2 separate regions of the Pan troglodytes genome follow, and region 2 is linked to region 1. The links are chromatin contacts, called in public Hi-C maps. All regions are on one chromosome and are shown on one strand. Each heading gives the region's core, a stretch centred on a gene start, on an enhancer-like site or on the middle of the called end of the contact. The rest is flanking DNA. Distances are from core to core; before and after follow the strand shown.

Region 1 (4,232 bases), core at 1,201-3,700:
AGGATCCTCGCCTGGGGTGGGCGGGGGGTGTGACCATTTCCTTAGCCAGCCCGCAGCCCTGGGGCCCTCAGGACTTCTCTCTCTTCCACCTTTCCCAGGCTCCACAACCAGCTCAGGTTTAAACCAAATCAAACAGCAAACAAGTTCCGTTGGAAAGTTTGAAGATTCCCTGGCAGTTCTCATTAGCTCAGCATTCCCAAAGTGTGCCCTGTTTGGAGGCAGAGGGGAAGCTGAGGAATTGAAGGAGAATCCACTTGTGGTTGCTATCGTCCCACCAGGACAGCTGGCTCCTCCGGAGAAGCTGGAGACTCAGGTGGTACTCCCCCTTCCCTCCAACACATTCCAGGTCCGCCTGCCACATTCTGCAGGGAGAGGGCAGAGGGAGGGGCCTGTCCGCCCTCTTTCCCCCCAGAGCTACAGGACTCTCTCCTGGTTGGCTTCTTGTGCTTGTGCCATGTGCCACGGAGGAGAGGGGCCTGCGTCCCCTCTCCCGACCCATGCCCTTTGCGCCCTTTACCCCTTAAAGCGGGGCATCGTACTGGTCCAGGAACTCCCGAATGGGCCCCGGCAGCTGGGTGACTTTCTCATAGGAGTCCAGGTGGCCGTTGACGGTCTTCCGACAGAGATGCTGAAGAGTGGCCACGTTGGAGGAGAGGGGCCGGCTCAACACCAGGGGGATCTTCTCGCCCCCGGAGTAGATGTAATAGGCTCTTCTGGGGGGACTCCCAGGGAGTGGCTGGGCAGACGGCTGCTCGGGCACCTCGGAGGAGGGTTCAGTAGGTGGCGAGGGGAAGGAGGGGGCTCCAGGGGGCGGCATGTAGTGGTGCACCAGCTTGAGCACGCAGTCGAAGCGGGGCACGGGCTGCGTGCTCCGGGGATCGCTCTGCAGAGAGAAGCTGCCCCCCTCACACTGGATGCGCAGGTTCTTGGTCCCAGACTGGGTCTTGACGCTGAGCGTGAAGAAGTGGCGCTGGTCCGAGCTGTCGCGGATCAGAAAGGTGCCGGCGGGCTCGGCACTGAGCAGCAGGTTCGCCTCGCCGCCGGTCACTGCGCTCCAGTAGAAGCCGCTCTCCTGCAGCTTGCGCACTGCGTTCACCACCAGCTGGTACTCGCTCTTGGAGCTGAAGGTCTTGAGGCGCAGGCTGGTGTCCAGGGGGCGGCTCATCCCGGCGGCGGGAAACTTGCTGTGGGTGACCATGGCGCACGGAGCCAGCGTGGATCTGCGCGGCGGCGGCTGCAGCTGCTTCGCGGCCTCCGCACAGCGGCCGCTACCGCATCCCGGGGGGCTGCGGAGAGGAAGGCGCGAGCGCGTGAGTGCCCGGAACCCTCCAGCGCGCCCGGCCCGCCCCGGCTCCCCTGCCTTCGCCGAGCGACTGGGGCACCCACTGCCCCGGGGGCCCTCTCCTGGGCCCGCGCTCCGATCCAGGCGCCTCACGGAGCCCGCACGGCTCCCGCCCCTGCCGGCAGGGTGGCCCCGGGCAGCCCCTTCCCAGGCGCGCACTGCAAGGGCGCAGCGTGGGAAACTCGCGCGCGGAAGTTAGGTCTCCAGGAGTGTGGCCGGGTGGGGAGCAGGAGAAGGGCCCCCGGGACTGCCTGGGCGCCGCTCAGTCCAGTAGCCCCGGGCGGTGTGGACGGAGGGAGAAACCCGAGGCACGGGGGTAGGGAGGGGACAGGAGAAGCCCGAAGGCCCCAGCCGGAGTATTCCGGGAACCTGGGATCTCCGGCTTCCATCCGCTCTGCCCCTACCTCGTCACCTCCCTGCCGGGAATGACCCGGGAAGGGGAGGGGAAACCGGGAAAAGCTCCCGGGACTGAGCGAGACCCCTCCCCACGCCGCGCTCCTCCTTCCTACCTGGTCCCGAATCGAAGTCTCCGTCCTTGGGGCTGAGCCCCCTCGGGTCCCCAAGGCGACGCGGCGGCGAGACGGCCAGCGGTGGCCCGCGCTGCGCCCAGATGTTGGCGGCCGTGAAGTCCACAAAGGAGCCTTCGCGCGCGCGTCCCTCGAGCTTCCCCTGGGCGCCCGCCCTGCCCCCTGCGCACCCCCGGACCAACCGGGAGGGGACCAGGAGAGGGACCGCGGCAAGGGGCCGCGGCGGGAGCTGGACCGGGCGGGCGGCGGGCGGCTGGCTGCGTGCGGGGCCGAAGCGGCGGCAGCGGAGCAGGGAGTCCAAGTCGGAGCCGCCGCGGAGGCCGCGCTCGCGGGTATATAGGCGGCCGCCGCGCCCCGCCCCCCGATTCCTGGAACTGCGCGGCCGGCCTTCTTGTAATGTTTAGTCACTACTCGCAGCAGAGAAAGGCTGAGCGCGGAGGGTGAGGGAGGGGCCGCGGGCGCCGAGGGCGGGCCGCGAGCAGGGGCAGGGACCGGGAGGGACGCGCGCGGAGACAAAGCGCGACGAGAGGCGGCCGAGGCGGCCGGTGGGCGCGGCGCCAGCCCCGGCGGCGCGTTCCTGGCAGCGGCCCCTCCCCGCCGCGCGCTCCGCCCCCAACTTCTCATTCACACTTTCCCCCCACCCCCCTCCCTTCTAAGAAGGCTAATTTCTGGCAGAGGCGGGGGCGCCGCTTCGGGAGAGCGGGCAGTTCTAGGAGGCCGACCTGGAGAGCCTCCCGGTTCCCCTTCCCCTTTTCCCGGACCCCGTGGGGACACCCCCTCGCCGCCACCCGGGCCTCCCCGAGGGCCCAACTGCGGGTCAGGCGGCCCGGGCCAGCCGAAAGGGAAGTGGGGCTACCCCACAGCCAGGCAGCGGGGCTGGGGTCAGACCCGGGAGCCGGAGGTTGGAGACGTGCGACAGTCACCTGCGGGCAGATTCCAGAGGGGAGACCCAGGGCTGCAGGGGACGCCCCTTCGTGGCAGCTACCCAGCCTCGGCCCACTGCCAGGTTCTTTGCCAACCCTGACGCGAGTGTGGAGCCCCCCTCCCCTCCCCTATGAAGACGCTTTCATGCACTGGGGTCTGCAAACCTCGTTGGTCCGGTGTGGGTTGGGCCAGGTGCTCTCGGCCGGGCTGGAGAGCTCGAGGTGGAACGATGGCCCCAACCTACGGCCCGCGTCCGCCAGAGGGCGCCCTGGGGTCTCCTAGGGGAGTGCAGTTTGGTGCTGCGCGGCCCAGGCCTTGGAATAGGCACGCCAGGGGTCTGCGGGAATGGCTGTCTCCGGAGCTGGAAAGGTGGCCGAGAAGGGGGAATTCACACCCCAGGCTGGGGTCAGACCTGGGAATAAAATTCTAGCAGGAGAGAATTTCCGGAAAGCAGTTTTCAGGGGTTCAGGCTACTGCCAGATGGCCCACACCCCCTGGAATGTGACCCCCTGCCTCTCTTGGGGTGGGGGGAGGACTTGATCACTGGCGGGGAGGGGGTAGAGGGGAGGAGAGGAAGTGATTGAGGTGAAAGATTGCTTTGCTGTTGGTCACGTTGGCACTGATGTAGATAGTTTGGGCTTGGAGACCCGGGGCCAGCCTTATGAAGGATGGCAAGTTTTGTCATCTTGTCCCCAAATGGGCTGTGTGGTGCTGGAGACACCCGAGAGCTGCCTCCGTGGCATTTAGATTTTCACCTCTCGGGATGCAGACGCTGTGGGCCTGGGGCCCTGCGCTCTTCCTAGATACCAGGATAATGAGGTGGTGAAAGGCAAGGAAGAGACTGCCGCCAGGGACAGGGAGCTTGGGATGCCAGAACCCAGAACTGGCCCTTTTGCCGGCCCTGGAATTGATAGGTGCGCACTGCCTTTGCCACTGTATCCTCAGTCCGTGCCATCACCTCTCCCCAGCATGTGCTGGGGACTCAGTGAGATTTGGACAAGACACACAGTTTCTCTGGGCTTCCGTTTTGCCACCTGTAAAACTGGAGCCCGAACCTTTTCCTTCCCTTTGGCAGGCGGAGGCGAGAGGATCACTTGAGCATATAGGCATTCAAGACCAGCCTGGGCAGCAAAGTGAGCACCCCCATCTCTGCAAAAAATAGAAAAAAGTTAGCTAGGAGTGGTGGCCTGTGCCTGTAGTCCCAGCTACTTGGGAGGCCGAGGTGGAAGGATCGCTTGAGCCAGGGAGGTCAAGGCTGCGGTGAGCCATGATCGTGCCACTGCACTTTAGTCTGGGCAACAGAGTGAGACCCTGTTAAAAAAAATAAAATAAAATAAAATAAAAAGGGCCAGGCATGGTGGCTCATGCCTGTAATCCCAGCACTTTGGGAGGCTGAGGCGGGTGGATCACGAGGTCAGGAGATCGAGACCATCCTGGCC
Region 2 (4,232 bases), core at 1,133-3,632, 360 kb after region 1:
AGAGGTTTGAAAATATAAGCAAACCTGGAAATATAAGCAAAAAAATAAACTCGGTTGAATAAAAATATTTTTAAATCCCACAGAGAAATTCTCATAGGAAAAATTCAGAAGTTCCAGGAATAAAGACGATCCTAAAACCTCCACAGAGGTTAAGGAGAGGGATTAATCAGACCACCCACGAGGGAAGATCTCGCTGGTGTCAGTGCAAGAGCCCGCACACTAAAGATAGCGCAGTGGAACTTTCAAAATTCTAAATGAAAATTATCTGAACCCCAAATTCTCAGTCAAGTAGGAGGGTAAAACAGACTCATTTCAGATACCTAAGGATCAGAAAGTTTGTCTTCTGTGCACCCCTTCTGAAGAAGCTACTTCAGGAGCAAGATGTGGATCAAGGAACGGGACTGACTCAGGAGCCTGAGGACAGCAAGCGCCATCAACTGTGATGGGCAACAGCCACCAGACCGGGTCAGAGCAGGAAGCCAAAGGGCTGCCAGAGGAATGCCATCACAAAGAATGAAATCAGACTCGAAACCAGAGAATGAAGGAGAAAGCAGCTGAGAAAACTGTGTGATACCAACAGGCATCATTCGGTTTCCTCTCAAGAGAATAAAAAGGACTGGGCAACAGGAAAAACTCAACTACAGGAAATCACAGAAGAAATGAAACATGCCCCCGAGTGGTGTCCTCTGGGCCATCAGGGGCGCCAGGAACAGCTCCCTTTGAGTGGGCACCTGGCTCTACGGTGAGTGGTATCTACATTCCTGTCATGGTGCTGGTCGCTGGTGGTTAACTTGCAGAATCACCCTGTAGACAAAGCATGAAAGACCAACCCAGGCTGGAGAAGCAAAGCTATCTGTTACCAAGGTGAAGGAAGAGCTGACCAAAGTTTGAGGGAAGCAAAGTGGAGAGGGCAGCAGGGTCCCAAATGGTCCCCACAGCTTCCTCCTACAACACTAGAGACCAGAGGCATGGATAAGGATCGATCATGAACAAGAAACCCACGCTGTAAATATGCCAAAGGTAAAAATCCAGGAACTGAAAATTGTGATCAACTATCAAAAATGGACAGTGAGAGAAGGAAGGAAGAGAATGGTGTGAGCTGCATCCTCATCCATCATAGGCAGAAGGCAGGAGATAACCTTTGATTTTGACAAAATAATCACCAATTTAAGAACTTGGCAGCACCCACTAGAAGACCTAAAAGCAGAAAAAAGTGAATTAATAGTGGCTGCTTTGGGGAGTGGGTCTGGGAATAGAGAGACAGGACATATAAGCCCCTGAATACTTGCTTTAAAATACATATACATATGTACTATGACAATTTGAAAACAAAAGACTAAAAATGTACAACTATGGTCACTAGAAAAGATAGCCCTTCTGTGTCCTTGGAGTCAGACAGAAAACGCTTCTGGCTAATTTGTAGCTAGAATAAGTAAGACATTTATCTACATTTATTTTGATCCAATCTCCTGAAATTCGCCACATGACTGCTAAATTACTTCTCCATTCCATACTTACTAACTTTAAATCATAATGCTGCTTCCCTTCTGGCTCAACCAATCATTCAAGAACTTTATTTTAAAAAGCTGAACTACACCTCATTTTTCTAGTGGAATTTTATTCTGAGATGAGGCAAAATCTAATATTTTAATAAGTATTTTCCTCTGCATAAACTTAACAATGCAACATCAAATCTTTAATTCAAGCCTTCATTCTCATGCTGCCCCGGACAGAAAAAACATCCAAAAACAAAATGCTTAATTTCATTTAGCAGCATGAAGAATCAACACTATTGCTGGAGAGCTGAGGTGTGATTGATTCCTACAGTCTTGGCTAGTGTCTTCAGGATGCTGCGAAGGCCACAGCTGGAACAAGAAAGGTGGTGGTCAGAAATACCCATGGCTACCTCACAGCCCGGGAGTTTCTGGGAAAGCACCGTCCGCACCCTGGGAAACCCGTCTATTCACGCCGCTTCTCTCCTGTGTAGCCATTAGGGTTAAACTGCAAAAGAACGGCTCAGATGGGCCAGATGGCAGCACAACAAACAGCTCCTCCCTCCCCCACTGCCACGTGCTGCAGCCATGCTTATGTGCCAGGGAGGCGGTGTGCCAGGGAGGCGGCTGAACCCCTTGCTCTTTAAAAGAATGGCCACTGGGGAGGGCAGCAGGTTGTCCCTGCCAGCTGCCTGAGCACAATGGAGACAAACCAGAGGGGGAGCCGCCCTGACACACCACCCGGTCGCTCGCCCTCCTCGCCCATTGCCAGAGGGGCACCCAGAATCCATGCCCACAAAGGTTAATCTGCAAGGTGTCCGGCTGGCAGTCAGGGGGACGGTCCAGCATCAGCCCCATCACCATTCCTTTCCAGGGTTCCAATTTAATGAAGGGGATTAAAGTGACAAAAACAACAAGGCGCTATTGTGCTTGGCTGTGAATAGGAAAGCCACACAAGGGAAGCTTTCATTTATTTATTTATTTAAATGTTGCTTTGCAGATTTTAACAGTCGGCAGAAACCCAGAGCTGAAATGGGTTCCAGCCAGTGGCATACAAAGGAGGACTGTCTTAAAGGGACAGAGCCCTCTTTCCAAGCCAGAGGACGATACATGAGCACACGGCGGGCTCTAGTCTAAAATCCTGCAACCCGCGCTCCACCGGCCACAGGCAGATGCCCGGGGATATGCCATAAAGTTCCATGGAAAACGCAGCTCTCTGACAGCAGGTTCTGCTTGGCAGACACATAGCAGCTGCCAGGACCACACTGTCCTAAATCCCCTTTAAAATACATCACTTGCCTTATTTTTTTCCACTATAATGATTAACCAGCATCCTTCTTATAGCCTCTGCCTTTCAATGGATAAAAAGGTCCATATTTAAACCAACAACGCAGGGAAACATTTTATAAAGTAATTAAGGAGTGAGCCCTCATTTGCGGAGAAGGTAAATATACAAAAGGTAACTACCTTAGTCAGAGTTGCTCCCAGGCCAAGGAGGTCATTGCCATTTCCTTTTCATCCCCTCCAGCTGGCCTGCTGCCAACGGGTGCCCTCATGCTAATCACGGCCACACCCCTTTACAGACCTGGAAGTTTCATAAACACTGAATACACACACACACACACACACACACACACACACACACACGCTCCTTCTCTCTTAACCTTAAGCTCTGCCTAAAACACCAGTGGCAGTAATGAAATAAAGCACCCAGCTTTTCTACAGCCTCTACAGAAACTGCCACCTGCTCAGAGGAGAACAACTGGCTATTTACAAACCAGGCTTTGGGTTCAAAAGCGCGCATCTGGGAAACCATCTTGTTCCTCCAACCTCCAAAGATACAGTGATCATGGCATGAGGGCTAAGAAACTCCAAATATCCTGAGCACTGGTTCCAGTATTCAGCACTTACTCGCCACATACCTGTGTCAATCCTACTAGTTAGACCTTAAACAAACCAGCGTGTTCACCTCCCTCTGCACTACCCTATGGGTGTAAGACACTTTGTCTCCCAGAAAATCCCAGTGACTTATAATTTGAAAAACTTCAAAATACTGGAAACAACTCAGGCTTTGGAGACATACCAATGTTCAACAAACTGCTAATCTCTCTGGGCCTCAGTTTTGTCCAGCTGTAAAATGGCACTGCAGTTATTAGCACTGTTGTGAGGAATGCGTGACGGAAAAGATAAAGCTGTGAGCACAAATAGGTGCCCAACAAATGCCAAATGTTTTTCCTTTATCTGCATACCCAATTCGTCTTCCTCTTTTGCTTCTTTCTAACAATGTCATCATTGACGCATTCAGCCTGCATTTACTGCTTGCCTACTAGGTGGAAGGCAGCGGGGGTACAACACTGAAGAGACAGATCTGGTTCCTTCCAGCAGGAGCAGCAGTCCCTGGAAGCATCCACTGAGAAGGTGATGACTTCAGGTGTGCATGTTAACGAGGGATCATGCACAAGGCTGTATGAATCCACAGCATGGGTGCCTCACCCAACTTCTGGGACGGATCCGGGGACTGCCACTCTACAGGGAGTGGTCTTGGGTCCTAAGCCTAGCTTGGGGCCACACTCACCAGCTGGATGACCCTGGGCAAGTTACTTCGGCTATCTGTGCCTCAAAGCAAACAGTAAGCTAAGAGGTTGCTTCCTGAGCAGAGTACTGTTTAAAATGACTACAGCTTTTATATCACTTGGGGAACATAAAAATGACCCACAATAATACAAAATCTGGTAAGTT

What was found. A called contact is a pair of places that touch in the nucleus more often than the background predicts.
Region 2: a Hi-C map of stem cell-derived neural progenitor cells shows a contact between it and region 1, with 2.5 times the contacts expected there. The contact joins the enhancer-like site here to the promoter of SOCS3 in region 1. A contact is called at or near these places in 1 of 7 Hi-C or Micro-C datasets (stem cell-derived neural progenitor cells) and 1 of 1 datasets of contacts at active chromatin or transcription factors (stem cell-derived excitatory neurons).

What each region holds. Positions count from the first base shown.
Region 1 is chr19:91,371,582-91,375,813 of NHGRI_mPanTro3-v2.0_pri, forward strand. SOCS3 (suppressor of cytokine signaling 3) reads right to left here and starts at 2,451. Exons shown (of 2, transcript XM_001157032.8): 1 at 1,852-2,451; 2 at 1-1,286. The coding sequence starts at 1,198. The coding sequence ends at 521.
Region 2 is chr19:91,726,934-91,731,165 of NHGRI_mPanTro3-v2.0_pri, forward strand. The region is part of intron 1 of CYTH1 (cytohesin 1); the gene reads right to left. Among named protein-coding and RNA genes, the nearest start is that of CYTH1, 65 kb to the right of the region's middle. Within about 2 kb of position 2,383, at least 15 of the 24 cell types and tissues checked have an H3K27ac peak or open chromatin away from gene starts, as enhancers often do. A contact at or near this core is called in stem cell-derived neural progenitor cells, where this site is marked.